Linked DNA regions of Mus musculus: region 1 is linked to region 2. The links are chromatin contacts, called in public HiChIP or PLAC-seq maps. All regions are on one chromosome and are shown on one strand. The core of a region is the stretch at or near the end of the contact, and the rest is flanking DNA. Distances in the headings are between cores, read along the strand shown. Region 1 overlaps Gm39871 (a long non-coding RNA gene). Region 2 overlaps Ptprj (protein tyrosine phosphatase, receptor type, J).

The links. HiChIP or PLAC-seq counts read pairs in DNA pulled down with a chosen protein or histone mark.
Region 1: an HNF4G HiChIP or PLAC-seq map of pancreatic cancer cells shows a contact between it and region 2. The contact joins two enhancer-like sites. A contact is called at or near these places in 3 of 39 promoter capture datasets (the HPC-7 cell line, hippocampal neurons and pre-B cells), 2 of 484 Hi-C or Micro-C datasets (conventional dendritic cells and nephron progenitors) and 11 of 115 datasets of contacts at active chromatin or transcription factors (the 230-238 cell line, bone marrow-derived dendritic cells, bone marrow-derived macrophages and 4 more).

The regions. Positions count from the first base shown.
Region 1 is chr2:90,638,975-90,645,948 of GRCm38.p6, forward strand. All of the region lies in intron 1 of Gm39871 (a long non-coding RNA gene), which reads right to left. Among named protein-coding and RNA genes, the nearest start is that of Gm39870, 18 kb to the left of the region's middle. Within about 2 kb of position 2,332, at least 125 of the 459 cell types and tissues checked have an H3K27ac peak or open chromatin away from gene starts, as enhancers often do. A contact at or near this core is called in the HPC-7 cell line, bone marrow-derived macrophages, pancreatic cancer cells and 1 more, where this site is marked.
Region 2 is chr2:90,557,448-90,563,502 of GRCm38.p6, forward strand. The region is part of intron 1 of Ptprj (protein tyrosine phosphatase, receptor type, J); the gene reads right to left. Among named protein-coding and RNA genes, the nearest start is that of Ptprj, 20 kb to the right of the region's middle. Within about 2 kb of position 2,869, at least 77 of the 459 cell types and tissues checked have an H3K27ac peak or open chromatin away from gene starts, as enhancers often do. A contact at or near this core is called in the HPC-7 cell line, bone marrow-derived macrophages, pancreatic cancer cells and 1 more, where this site is marked.

The DNA.
Region 1 (6,974 bases), core at 1,082-3,581, 81 kb after region 2:
GGGAGGAAGAAAAGAGAGAGGAATATAGGGAAAGGGATATGGAAGGTTATACCCACAGGAACACCCGAATCCTTTTATGTAGGGAGGACGGGGGATCTTAGAAGACTCATATCTTTCTCTGGGCTCCGAGCTCATGCCGTGCAGACTAGAACGACCCATGATTTTATCTCCCATGTGTCTGAGATGAGGCCATGAAGGCCCAAACTGAGGAAGTAAGCCCTTAAGGCCACACAGAAGGTAAGCAGCCCTGGGGCTCTGCTTTAAGGTTAGAAAAGTGAATGAGCCCAGGGCATGGACCCTTCTCAGCTAGGCAGGGGGTGGGGTGGCTTGTCAAAACTAAAGAATACCCTTTGGCCACCCTATCTAACCCCTCTATAACCAAACAGACCTCCAATGTGTTTTTCTCAGGACTTCTGGGACAAAGGGCTTGCCTGGCCTGCACTGCTTATCTCTTGCTCGAAATCAGCCGCAGTCCATTTTCTATTGGTTTTATCTACAAAAAAACTCCTTAGCTGCCCAACAGGAAAACCATGCTGAGGCCCCGGAGTTAGTCTGAAGGTCATGCTGGGACTAGTTTGAAAGGAGAAAGTGCAGTAGACATATTGGACCTCCAGCCTGGGGCACAGCCCTGCATGAAGGCAGTGAGGTGTATCAGAAAGAGCAATGGGCAGGTGGGCCTGGGTTCTAATTGAGCCTAACTTTTGATGTATGACAAATTACAAAAATATTCTGGGTGAAATATTTAGCCTTCTGACCCTCAATTTTCTAACACACAAATAGAATAGAATAGCACCATTTGCCTCATGGGGTGTTGGATACCCATGTAGTATCAGTAGCTCTAGGCTTGGGAGAAGGAATTCTGGGTATGTTTGTTTTCCTGATGCTCGAAGTCTAGAGTTGTGCTAGATAAGAGTTAGATGTTTCTCTCTGGCCTGGAGGTGAACTGTGCTGTGACAGTCACGTGTTAGGTCTAGGAAGGCACAGAGGTTCACTGTTGTGGCTAATCGGATGTCTTAGTGAAATTTTAATTTCCCAGCTTCTGCGTGGAAAGCTTTATGCCTTTCCTGCAGCCTGAGACTGGGTTTGAAAGGTTCTTGGAACTGTAAAATACTGTAATCATTTTATGAGTAGCACTGGTATGCAATCAAATCCTCTTGCAACCTTGGGCAAGTCATTAAGCCTCTCCCAGCACCCCAGTCAGTCTTCCAGCAGGAAGCAGATGGTACATTTAAGCTTCCTAATTTGATTACAGGCACTCACAGGGCTTCTTACAAAGGTGCACCCACAAAATAGAGAGTGTAGAATCTCCAGATTTGATGCAAGACTCCTTGCTAACCCCAGTCCTTGAGAGAGCAAGGGAGAGGCAGTGACTTCCAGAGAGATGGTTGATGCATAGGATAGGCCACCAAGCAAGAGCTGTGGCCTTCAGAGCACACAGTTCTTCCAAGGTATCCTAGTAGGGAGGGAGTTGAGTAAATGATAGCTTGACCTCACTCTCCTCCTGCTTCTCATCTCCTCAGGCAGGGACCTTGGCTTAGCCTACTGGCACACCTCACACAGGCCAGCCTCCTAGGACACGGCTGGGTGGAAAGCAGGGAGAGCAGGCCTGGAGAGGCAGTTGGCAGGTGTCCAAGGCCTGGCCCCTTTTTTTTTTTTTTTTTTTTTTTTTTTTTTTTGCATTTCACAAGTAAAGGAAGATATTTTGCTGAGCAGATGTTTCTTTCCATCTCTCAGCCTTACAGATTCTTTTTCCAAGTTTTACTGAAAGCCAAAGGTAAGAGTCCAGAGGGGAATCCCAGCCCACTCTTGGGGAGCCCTTTAGCCTTCCTGATTAATCAGGAGCAAGGATGTCCGGTACTTGAGAGGTGGGCAGATTTCTTGAGTCCAGAGGTTTGAAATAAGCCTGGGCAACATAGAGAGACCCCCATCTTCAAAAGAGAAGAGGAAGCAGGGGGAGGGGGAGTCGGGAACATCTTTTTCTGACAGCCCCAGATTTAAATTAAATTTTACTATGGGACTCAAAGCAGAGGGTAAGTCAGCCACAAAAGGAGTGATTGTATGGATTATTATATTTTAGTATTTATTTTCCTCTTTTAACCAGGTGTGTGACTCATGCTAAACAGATATCTTTCTGCACTGACTCATGAAAAGCAGTGTAGAAGTCCCTGTAGGCCTTATCTTTAGAGATAATAAATTGCATCCAAGTGAAGACTCTATAGCAATCTAATTTCTTCCTGTGCCTGCTAGCTGACAGTCAGTGTGGCTCCCAGGGGAGACATCAAAGTGCTGAGTAACCCTGGAGAGGCTAATGCTGCTGTGTCCTAGCCCAGGGAGGTGACACACATCAGATGCCTAGAAAAGGAAGAATAAGAAGCAGGCTTCCCAGGAGCCTCAGCATGGACAGTCTTGGGATAACGTTTTAAATCGATGGCTTTAGAGCCAGTAAAATCCGGTTCAAGTCCTTTCTCTGTTGCTTACAACCACTGCAGGCTCATGTCAGAGCCCTCTACCCAGCCATGCTACTCGGTAGCCTTAACACTTCTTTGCACGTTAGCCATCTGCGTGGTCACCCAGCTCTGGACACATCAGCTCCAGTGAGTGACTCATGCACTCAGTGCCCTCGCCGAAGAGCACTTCCTTTCTCCCAGGACTGTGGGTGCGGTTTATCCACTCCAGGGTCACACGCTTGGTCCCAGATGCAGTGATCTAGGGAAATCATAGGAGCTTTAGCAGGATGAGCCCAGTAGGAGCTCATCAGATCACTGGGCCCATTGTCCTCAGAAGAGCTTAAAGCTGGTCTAGAAGTAAGTCAGCTCTCTTGAAAACAGTTCATCATAAAAGAGCATGCCTGGCCCCGAGCTTCTCCAGCTTCCTGTCTTACCATCTGACTTCCTCCATGACTGCTCCCACAATACCTCAGAAATGTGACATAGCTAGGCAGACCTCGGAAGAACCAGTGCCATGCTGTTGAATTTTCTACCTTCAGAGCAGTGAGTGAACTGAACCTTTTTTCCACACAAGCGTCCAGGCTCGGTTATTTTGTCACAGCAATAGAATACAGATGTCTGAGGATATCTGTTGGTATGAGATAGAAACTATATATCTGAAGAAGGATTTAGCTCATAGAACAAATTGGCATCGTGGGAAAAAACTATGTGTTTGTTATAGAGCGTGTTGTAAAATACAAAATAGAAGGGTTCTGGATTGCTAATGAATCTACAACCAGATGAACCTAAATACCAAATAGGCTCTAGAAGACTGGCAGCCACAGAATCCACATGACAACAGACTGAACAACCCAAAACAGTCTCTGCAAAGGCAGCCAGCTACAATCAAGAAGCAAATGAGGAAAGAAAGGGGGGAGAGGGTGTTGAAATGTACCTTCTATTTCTTGTTTTCAATCCATCTCTGTGTGTTTCACCTTTTATTATTTACCTGTCATTTATTGCTCACTGACAGGCCTTTCCCCCATGAGGGTCACAAAGGAGAAGCACAGTTCTGGGAAGAAGCTGTCTCTTCCCTCTCTGTACCCGAAGAAACTGCACCTCAGAAAGAGGATGTGGGGACCTGGAGATGCCCACCCCCGCCCCCCGCCCCCCCCCCCCGGGGGTCAAAAGCACTTGCTGCTCTTGCAGAGGCTCCGGGCTCAGTTCCCAGACCCCACATGGTGGCTCACTACCATCCAAAACTCCAGAGAGTCCGATGCTGTCCTTTGACCTCTTTGGACACCAAGCACACACACATGGCGTACATAACACGGATAGAGGCAAACACTCACGTATGTAAGATAAAATAAATAAATCTAAAACCATTTTTTCTAAGACAAGGAAAGTGAATCCAGTATGGTGGCCCAAGCCTGTAATCCCAGCTCCCCGGTAGTCAGAAGCAGGAAGAGCAGGAAATCAGAGTTATCCTTGAATACATCTGGAGCTTAGGCCAGCCTGAACTATGTGAGGCCCCACCCCACTCCCCAAACGGAAGGGAACCTGAGTGACCTACCCAGAATCACACAGCTTTTGAAAAGATAGTAGAAAATCTCTACAGATGGATATGCATCATCCCACCCTTTCAAAGCATGTTGTAGGCTCTAACCCCAATGTTTGCTGATGTATACCTGCTTAGTCAGCACCATTTCCTTCAAAGTTAAAAATGCTATGTCTTTACAATGTACCTAAACATGCCTGGGATACAGGCAAGCAGCAAGACATTTGCCTAGCATGTTTGAGGCTAAAGGACCCTTTACTTCTTGTCTGTGTCTGCTCAGAGTTTGCACCTACCTGTGGAATTGTAAACTATTAACCTGGAGAAGCCACCCAAATACTTGAGGTAGTGTGTGTCCAGCCTGGCCTTCAGGGTGGGCCTAAGGAAGCGACAAGTGCTTCCTGTAAGATTCTGATTTTAGGCTGTGGCTCAGCTGGTAGAGTGCTTGGCTAGCCTGGGCCTTCCATGCTCAGTACTGCATGAAGCAGACATTGGGGAACATGCTTTAGTCTAACCATTTGGAGGGTGGAGGCAGGAGGATTAGTCAAGGTCATACTAGAACACACAGAGAAATTTGAGGTCAGCCCAGGATACCTAAGACCATTTTTGGTTTGTTTTTTGTTTGTTTGTTGGTTGGTTGGTTGGTTGGTTGGTTGGTTGGTTGGTTTGTTGGTTGGTTGGTTTGTTGGTTGGTTGGTTGGTTTGTTAGGCAGGACCCTACACAGCTCTGGCTGCACTGGAACCCGCTATGTAGACCAGGCTGGCCTGGAACTCATAGAGATCTGCCTGCCTCTGGCCCCAAAGTCCTGGAACTAAAAGCATTCACCACCATACCCAGCTAGGACAGTGACTTTTTAAAAAAATAAAATAGTCACATGTGGTGACACTGGTCTTTAGTCCAGGACTTAGGAGGCAAAGGCAGGCAGATCTCTATGAGTTTGAGGCCAGCCTGGTCTACATAGAGAGCTCCAGGCCAGCCAGAGCTGTGTAGTAGGGCCCTATCTCTAAGTAAATAAGAAATGAAATAGAACGCCTAATCTATCATCCTTTCTACTACTCCCTTCCCTCTTTCTAGCCCATTGCATCTGCTCAAGGATCCAGTCTTTCAGCTGCTTTGGTAGCTACCAGTGATCTCCATCTTGTAACCCAATCTAAATCTACTCTTCACAAACTGCTGCTTAGTTTATTTAAAGGATCTTCACCATCTCCCAATTACCTATATATTTATTTAAAACCTCTTAGCCCGCACCCAAGGCTCTCATTAATCTTTCTAATCTGACATGAGCATCCTTTTTCAATGTTCCTAGACAGAGCCTTCAACTATCACTGCTGTTCTCTCTACTGTCCCCAAAAGATACATCCATGCCCTAGTTTCTCCTCTCCCCTTCCTCCTCCTCCTTCCTCCTTCTCTTCTCCCATCTTCTCCTTCTGTTTCTCCTTTTCCCTCTCAGCTCTACCCCTTCCCTTCAAGAAGGCTACCACTGGCTGTTAAGGTCACACATTTCAGCACTCAAATTCATCTGCTTTCTGGTAGAAGGTACCTAGCTGGCCTAATATTTGCCTTATGCCTGTTTTGAGTCAAAGGCTATGGCATACGTTGGACAGGCTTGCTATAGCAACTCCCTACGTTTCCTCAGCTTGATGCCTTGCTAGGACTGCCTTTGAACTGAGTCCAGGAGGTCCTGATTGTGTCGGTTGTGTTCTTCAACCATCCTGCAGGCTTATCTGCCACGGAGAGTCCTCCTTAGTTCTCTGGCTAAAAGGCACATTCTTAGCAAACATCCTCAATCATATACATATATAAATTGATGAATATATATGAATTATATATAATATTACGTATCATAATTATATTACATAGTAAGTATTATATGTTATGTACATTTTAAATTATATATTATTATTAATATATTCATATATATCATCTTTCTTTTTACTGTATGAATGTTTTGCTTTCATGTATGTCTGTTTGCCACGTGTGTGCCTGGTACCAGTAAAGTAAAAAAGAGACATCAGATCCTCTGGAACATGAGTTCCTAGTGGCTGTGAGCCACTGTGTAGGTGCAGGAAATCAAAGCCAGGACCTCTACAAGAGCCGCCAGTGCTCTTAACTCCTGAGCCATCTCTCCAGTCCCTCAGTTATTAAGCAACATCCCTTCTTTAGACAGAGTCTTACTATGTAGCTCTGTCTGGTCTGGAATGTACTGTGTAGTACAGGCTGGGCTTGAACTTGGATATCTGACTACTTCTACCTCCAAAGTGCTAGGATTACAAGCATATACCAACACACTGTTTTTATGAAGTGCTAAGATCAAACCTAAGTCTTTATGCATTATAAGCAAGCATTCTACCAACTGAGCTATATCCACAGCCTTGTCATTTTTGTAAGTAAAATTTTATTGGAATATATCCACACTTGCTCATTTGCATATTGCCTCTAGTTATTTTCGTACAGCAATAGCAAAATTGAGTAGTTCCAATCAACATAATATGGCCCCCAAAGCCTATATATTTTCCTGTCTTTTATATTTTAGATTTTTTTAATTATTATTATTATTATATGTAAGTACACTGTAGCTGTCTTCAGACACTCCAGAAGAGGGCATCAGATTTCATTACGGATGGTTGTGAGCCACCATGTGGTTGCTGGGATTTGAACTCGGGACCTTTGGAAGAGCAGTCGGTGCTCTTAACCACTGAGCCATCTCTCCAGCCCTGTCTTTTATCTTTTAAACATGGCCAAACACTGGTCTATTGTATAAACTCAGCAGGCCTTTTTGATTGACATCTTTGGCAAGGGTAATGGGTCAATCTGAGATCAGAATAACAAGGCTCAATCTGAGGCCATCAAACATTGAAGTTCCAAAAATTGTACCGTGCCTAGGGCTTTTCTCTGTTGGTTTGACCTCAAAGATTGCCATACGTCCCCACCTCTTCCAGTATGAATTAGAGGGGCTCCAGAAGAGCATATGACTTCATAGCCAGAGAGGAAA
Region 2 (6,055 bases), core at 1,619-4,118:
AAGATCGGATGGAGCTAGTGTTACAGATGGTTGTGAGCTACCATGTGGGTCCTGGGAACAGAACTCAGGTCTTCTATAAGAGCAGCGAGTGCTATTAATTGATGAAATGTCTCTTTAGTCTTAATTTTAAAAGGAAGGACTAGAGACACAGCTCAGTAGTGGAGCATGTGTACACACATGGCCCTATGTTTAATCTCCAGCACTGGAAAAAAATTAAGACTTAACATTTTTAATCTATATTTTCAGCTTTTTTAGAACACTTGAAAAAAAGAAAAAGAAAATGAAGAGGAAGACTCACTGGCCACCCTGTGAGTTAGAACACAGCTCTGATATTGCCTACCCTGGGTCCACAAGGCCACAAGGGTTAGAATCCAGTCCTACCACTCTCTGGCTTTTGGCAAGTTGCTGAGCATATCAGATCCCTCAGTTCACAAAGGAAAACTGTAAAGTGTGGATTTTATTTATATCAGGCTGTGGTGAAGATTAAATTAGTGTTTTAAAAACACATGTGCAGGCACATGAACGTGTGTGTGTGTGTGTGTGTGTGTGTGTGAACACACACAGAATATGACCACACATATGTACAAGAAACGTGGTGTAGTGTGCCTCATGATATGTATGTAGGAGCCATGTATGCCAGCCAGAAGGGAGCTTTCCTCAGCTTCGTGCAGCAGATGGAGACTGGTGTGGTCTGATCAGAGCCACAGAGCACTGACTAACTCACAGAGATCCAAGAGTACAGCCACAAAAAACCCTCCTCTGAAAGGCTAGATGTGTCAGAGGTAGAAGGCACCATGCTCACTTTATAAATGAGAAGCCTGGCTTAGGAAGGTCTAGACCAGTGACTCTCAGCCTTCCTGCTGTGACTCTTTAAGACATGCTGAGGTGACCCCCAAGCATAAAATTATTTTCGTTGCTACTTCATAAATGTTGTTTTGCTACTGTTATGAATCCCAATGTAAATATCTGTGTTTTCTGATGGTCTTAGGCGACCCCTGTGAAAGAGTCATTCGACCCCAAGGGGGTCTCCACCCTGGAAACAAGGTACTTACAGGGCAGAGCTCAGGCTCAGCCAGGCCTGCCTTACTTGCTCCAAACAGCACATTGGAGAGCAGAGACACGCATGCGCACCAGAGCAGTAGCCACGCGGGCGTTCTAGGTGCTCGGTTGAGCCCACTGTCCCTTTTTGTCTTGGGTTTATATTTTATGTCTTATTGCACACATCTTTAAAAGAAAGCATATTCTTACGTCTTTCAACAGTCTTTCAAAGTAGGCGTGAGGACTGCATCTCAGTCCTCAGTTCCACGATCCCCGCTGCTTTATAGAGTCTCTTTCCAACCCCTGGGTTCCAGGGAGCATTTGTTTGTTTGTTTGTATGTCTTGACCCCGTTTTTGAAGTGCTAGGAATGAAAGCCATGGATTTGCGCCTGCTAGACAAGCTCTGTACCCCTGAGTTTCACTCCCAGCTCAGCTTCTTTTTCTAACTTGCAAACCCACCCTAGTTCATCCCAATTTATCCTCATGGGGGAAACAGTGCACCTCTGATACCACCCATGGTGTGACCTATCTCAGCCAAGCATGAATAGGACAATGACTTTCAGTATTATGTCAGCAAATTTTAATATAGAAGGAACTATTTTTCTTCCCTAACCTACCTCCCAAAGTCAGCTTCCCCAATTTGCCAACCTAAGTTCATCCAGAATTGGGTTGGTTTTTATACTGAAAGCAGATATGGTGTGACTGTGAAATGGGTCAGGCATGGCCAGCTTCCCCTCTGCCAGATGGAAAGGAAATGGTTAGTGTCTCTAGAATCCAACAGACTCCTCCAGTCTTCTCCCCAAAGGAATGGCACATACCAAGAATTCAACCTCAGAGCTTAATGCAGCATCTGTCAAAAACGTTATCAGAGGCAAGTATGTTCCCTGAACATGCCATATGTGTACTATAGGAACTTTAGGATCTGAGAGGGCAGGCCAAAAGGAATAAGTGGCTGAAGTCGGAAGCCTTAAGAGCACAGAGAAGCTGTGTGGCCATGGGCAAGTCACTTCCCCTCTCTAGGTCCTGATAGCAACATCTATAAAACACTTCATCAAGGCCCCTTCCTGCTCAGGATTGGACCCTTGGGTCTGATCATTTTTTTTAATGTACAGGGACCATATTCATAACTCAAACTCTTTTTTCTTTTTTTTTTGTTTTTGTTTTTGTTTTTTTTGTTTGTTTGTTTTGTTTTTGTTTCTCTATATAGCTCTGGCTGTCCTGGAACTCACTTTGTAGACCAGGCTGGCCTCGAACTCAGAAATCCGCCTGCCTCCGCCTCCCAAGTACTGGATTAAAGGCGTGCGCCACCACGCCCGGCTCAAATTCTTAAGTGCAGCGCCCAACCAAGCAGCTGCTGCCCAGAGCAAAGACATCAAGCGCAGAACAGGAAGGGGGCCCACCTATGTCCAACTGTGGAGACACTGAGCACAAGGAAGGAAAACACAAAAGAGCAATTGCAGTCTAATTCAGGTGTGGGGGTGGGGGTGGAGAATTCTGGCTTTGGGTTTTAAAAAGCATCTAATTTGCATCACATAAGTCTGGCTTTTCATATTAAGACAAATGTGTTCATCACACTTTTTTTTTTAAAAAAAGTGACTGATTCAAAACAACCTGCAAAATAGTGGCATCGTCGGAACAAGACCATCATCACGACATGACAACCCCTCCAAGGAGAGGCTTCTGTCTCTATTTTCTGACAAGGCTTTTCACAAACTCCAGGCAAGCTGTGAGTCAGAGATAAGAACCACCGTCAGCCACTTGAACAGAGAGGCCAACCCGGATAGGTCAGGCCACCAGGAGACTGGCAGAGCCCTGGGAAGCCTCACAGCAGTGTAGGTGATGTCCAGTAGGGATGAGGGTGTTCTAGGATGGGGGAGGCTGCCAGCACTCTTCCCAGAGACAAAGGCTCACATTCAAATACCAGGAAAAATCAATAGTGGCTGGGTGAGAGCCAGCTCATTAGGAGGAGCTTTGGCAAGTTCCAGAACCCCCAAGTGGGCATGGGATATCCTCCTAGACCAGCAGGCTACCTGCCCACACCTGCTACATTTCCTCCCTAGCTGCCCCCGTGCCCCCTGGACCATCACTGAGCTCTGCAGGTTCCTGTAGGTAACGATCCCACCTCCCTCGCCCAGCCCCCTCTCCCACCTGTCTTCCCCTATCCCTCTCTCTCCCATCTGTCTGCTTCCCTCCCTCTCCCACTCCTTCATTCATACTCAGCCTCAAGGGAGGCCGGAAGCCAGGATAAAAGCCTGGGGTTCCAGATAAGGAAGGTGATGTTCAAAGGACACAAGATCATCAAAGGCTGTAAATGTTACCCTCTATCATGATTCTAAAGGATACTTTTCCTGTCACAACTACACAGAAGGTCATGCTGCAGGCTTCCCCCTCCCCAGCCCTCAGCATCTCTCCCTACCAATCCTAACAAACATGTGCATGCCACCATGATCCATTTGCTGAAGGCTTTTTCCTCTGGAACCCTAGCATACTGACTGGAGCAGGGCAGCTTCAGAAAGCCTAACAGCCAGACAGTCCCAGCCACTTTCTAACTGTGTAGCCCATCAGCAAAGGGGTAGGAACAGACCCTGCCTCAGAGGGTCACATAAAAGTAGGCAGGGCAAATCCACACAGGTTTTTCTTATCCAACACTTCCTAAAGGCCCCAGCTCCCGTCACTGACTCTCTCCAAGCCTAAATCTCCCTATACCGAAAAGCTAGGGCTCAAGTACAAGCACTTGCTGTGTACACAGTAAGGGTTGAGTGCAGATCCCTAAAGCCCACATGAAGCCAGGAACAGTAGTGGGGTTTTATAACCCCAGTATTCCCACCCCAAGATGGGACCAGAGAATGGCTGGAAGCTCTCAGACCAGCTAGCCTTGAAAGACATGTCTCAAACAAGGTGCAAAGACAGGGCTGACATCACAAGTTGTCCTGACTCCTCACGAGTGTGCGCGTACACACCGCTTACACAGAATACACACCTATACAGAAGATTTTTAAAAAGAAAGCCTGCATCTCTATAAAAACGTGCAAAAGTATTCACAGCAGTTTCATTTGTAATAGCCAAGTAGCAAAAAACAAGTGTCCACCAACTCGTGAAAGACAATCAAAACCAGCACATGCCCATGAGAGAGGGTCATAAAAAGGACCAAGGGCACATGCTGCCTTATTCTGTTTACACAAACACAGATTGGGCAAACACACACACACACAATGAGTAGCTGGGGGGAGTAGGGAATCAGGAGTGACTTCCAAAGGATACAGGATTTCCTTTGGGAGTAATGAGAAAAACTCTAGAATTTGGCAATGATAATGGTTTTACAGCCCTAAATATAATTTTTAAAATGTGACTATACACTTTAAGGGGCTGGCTTTTATTGTATGTGAATTAGATCCGGATGAAACTAGTTTTGTAATTGCCACTAAAAATAAATGACTACTACATACAACATAAGAAAACTCTCCCATGATGCTTCTGTGAGACAATCTAAATCACACAGACATCAGATACCCAAGTCCAAGTCCAGCACAAGCCTCTCTTGCCATAAGACTGAATTTGCCAAATGTGACCCTCCACGGTACCCCAAATGAGCCTCCTGCACTGCAGGTCTAGGCTCCTAACATTCACACAAAGCAACAGCACGGGCAGAAACCATAGCTACTGGGTTACTCCCCTAGCCGCAGTGCCTTTGAAACCCACATGAAGCTGAGGTGAAGCCGTCTCCGGCAAGCTCAGCTCACGTCTCCAACTAAACTGGAACTGGCTACAGAAAAGAAACACAAACTGGCCCTTTCCTCTTCTTTTATCCCCAACCCTCAGGCCACAGTTAGGTTAGCTCAAGAGCAACAGCATGCCCAGGACTTCCTGTGCTAAATCCCTGATAACACGATGTCCTCATGGGTGGGAAACGTTAAGGCTACTGGTACTAGAAGATGCAGAAGGTGGGAGGGACTTGGTCAAGGTCAGGCAGCAAGGGCAAAGCTGGAATTTGACCTCAGTATTCTCTTCCACTCTGGGTGTGGAGGCTGCCCTCTGGAGACTCAGCCAGGGAGGCCAATCTGCTAGCTAGCAGATATCCAGCCATCTTCCATTCTGCAGAGACATCCACCAATCTCATCATTTGAAAGCTAGCCACTGGACACCAAGACCCCTTCCCATGAACTCTGAAAATGAGATGGGCGCACCTGACGAGCCCTGAAGCCAGTTCATGTGACAGGTGGCCCAGCTGGCTCTGGTTCCATCAGCAATTTTTCTAGGTCCCTCAAGACAAGTGCAGATCACATTCTTTGATTTGCTTTAAAGTAGACATTTTCCTTGAGGGGAAAACAAAACTGGGTGACCATGCATAAAAACCTAAGTTCAAATCCCAGAACCTAACTGCAATCCTGGTGCTGTAAGGTAGAGACAGGGGTTTGATTCGAGGCATTTACTGCCCAGCTAATCTAGCCAGATTGCAAGTTCCGAGTTTAGTAGAAGATCCTGTCAAAAAAAAAAAGGAGGAGGAGGAGGAGGAGGAGGAGGAGGAGGAGGAAGAGGAAGAGGAAGAGGAAGAGGAAGAAGAAGAAGAAGAAGAAGAAGAAGAAGAAGAAGAAAGGAAAGAGAGAGAGAGAGAAAGAGAGAAAGAAAGAGAGAGAGAGAGAAAGAAAGGAAGAAATGCCCCTAATCAGGCACTCAGACAGATACTCATGCATTAAAACAGAATCATAGATTAACCCTCCCCCACTCAAAAAAAGGATCACACAAAACAGACAAAACTGGTTCTGTATGAGTCACACGTGGTCAGAAAGTAATATGCAGCAGCCACCACACAGCTGGCATGTCTGAAAATGTGAATATTAAATTTAAAAATATTAAAAAGAAAAAAAAAACAGTAACACCCAGTGCCAGTGTAGGCGTCCTGAAACAGGCAGTCTTATCCATTCAGATAGTCGTGTAAACAAAGCATCTCTCTTGGGGATGTGTCTGGCAGGTACAGTCAAATATCAGGAAGCTGTCTAAAAGTTAATTCTGAGTAATC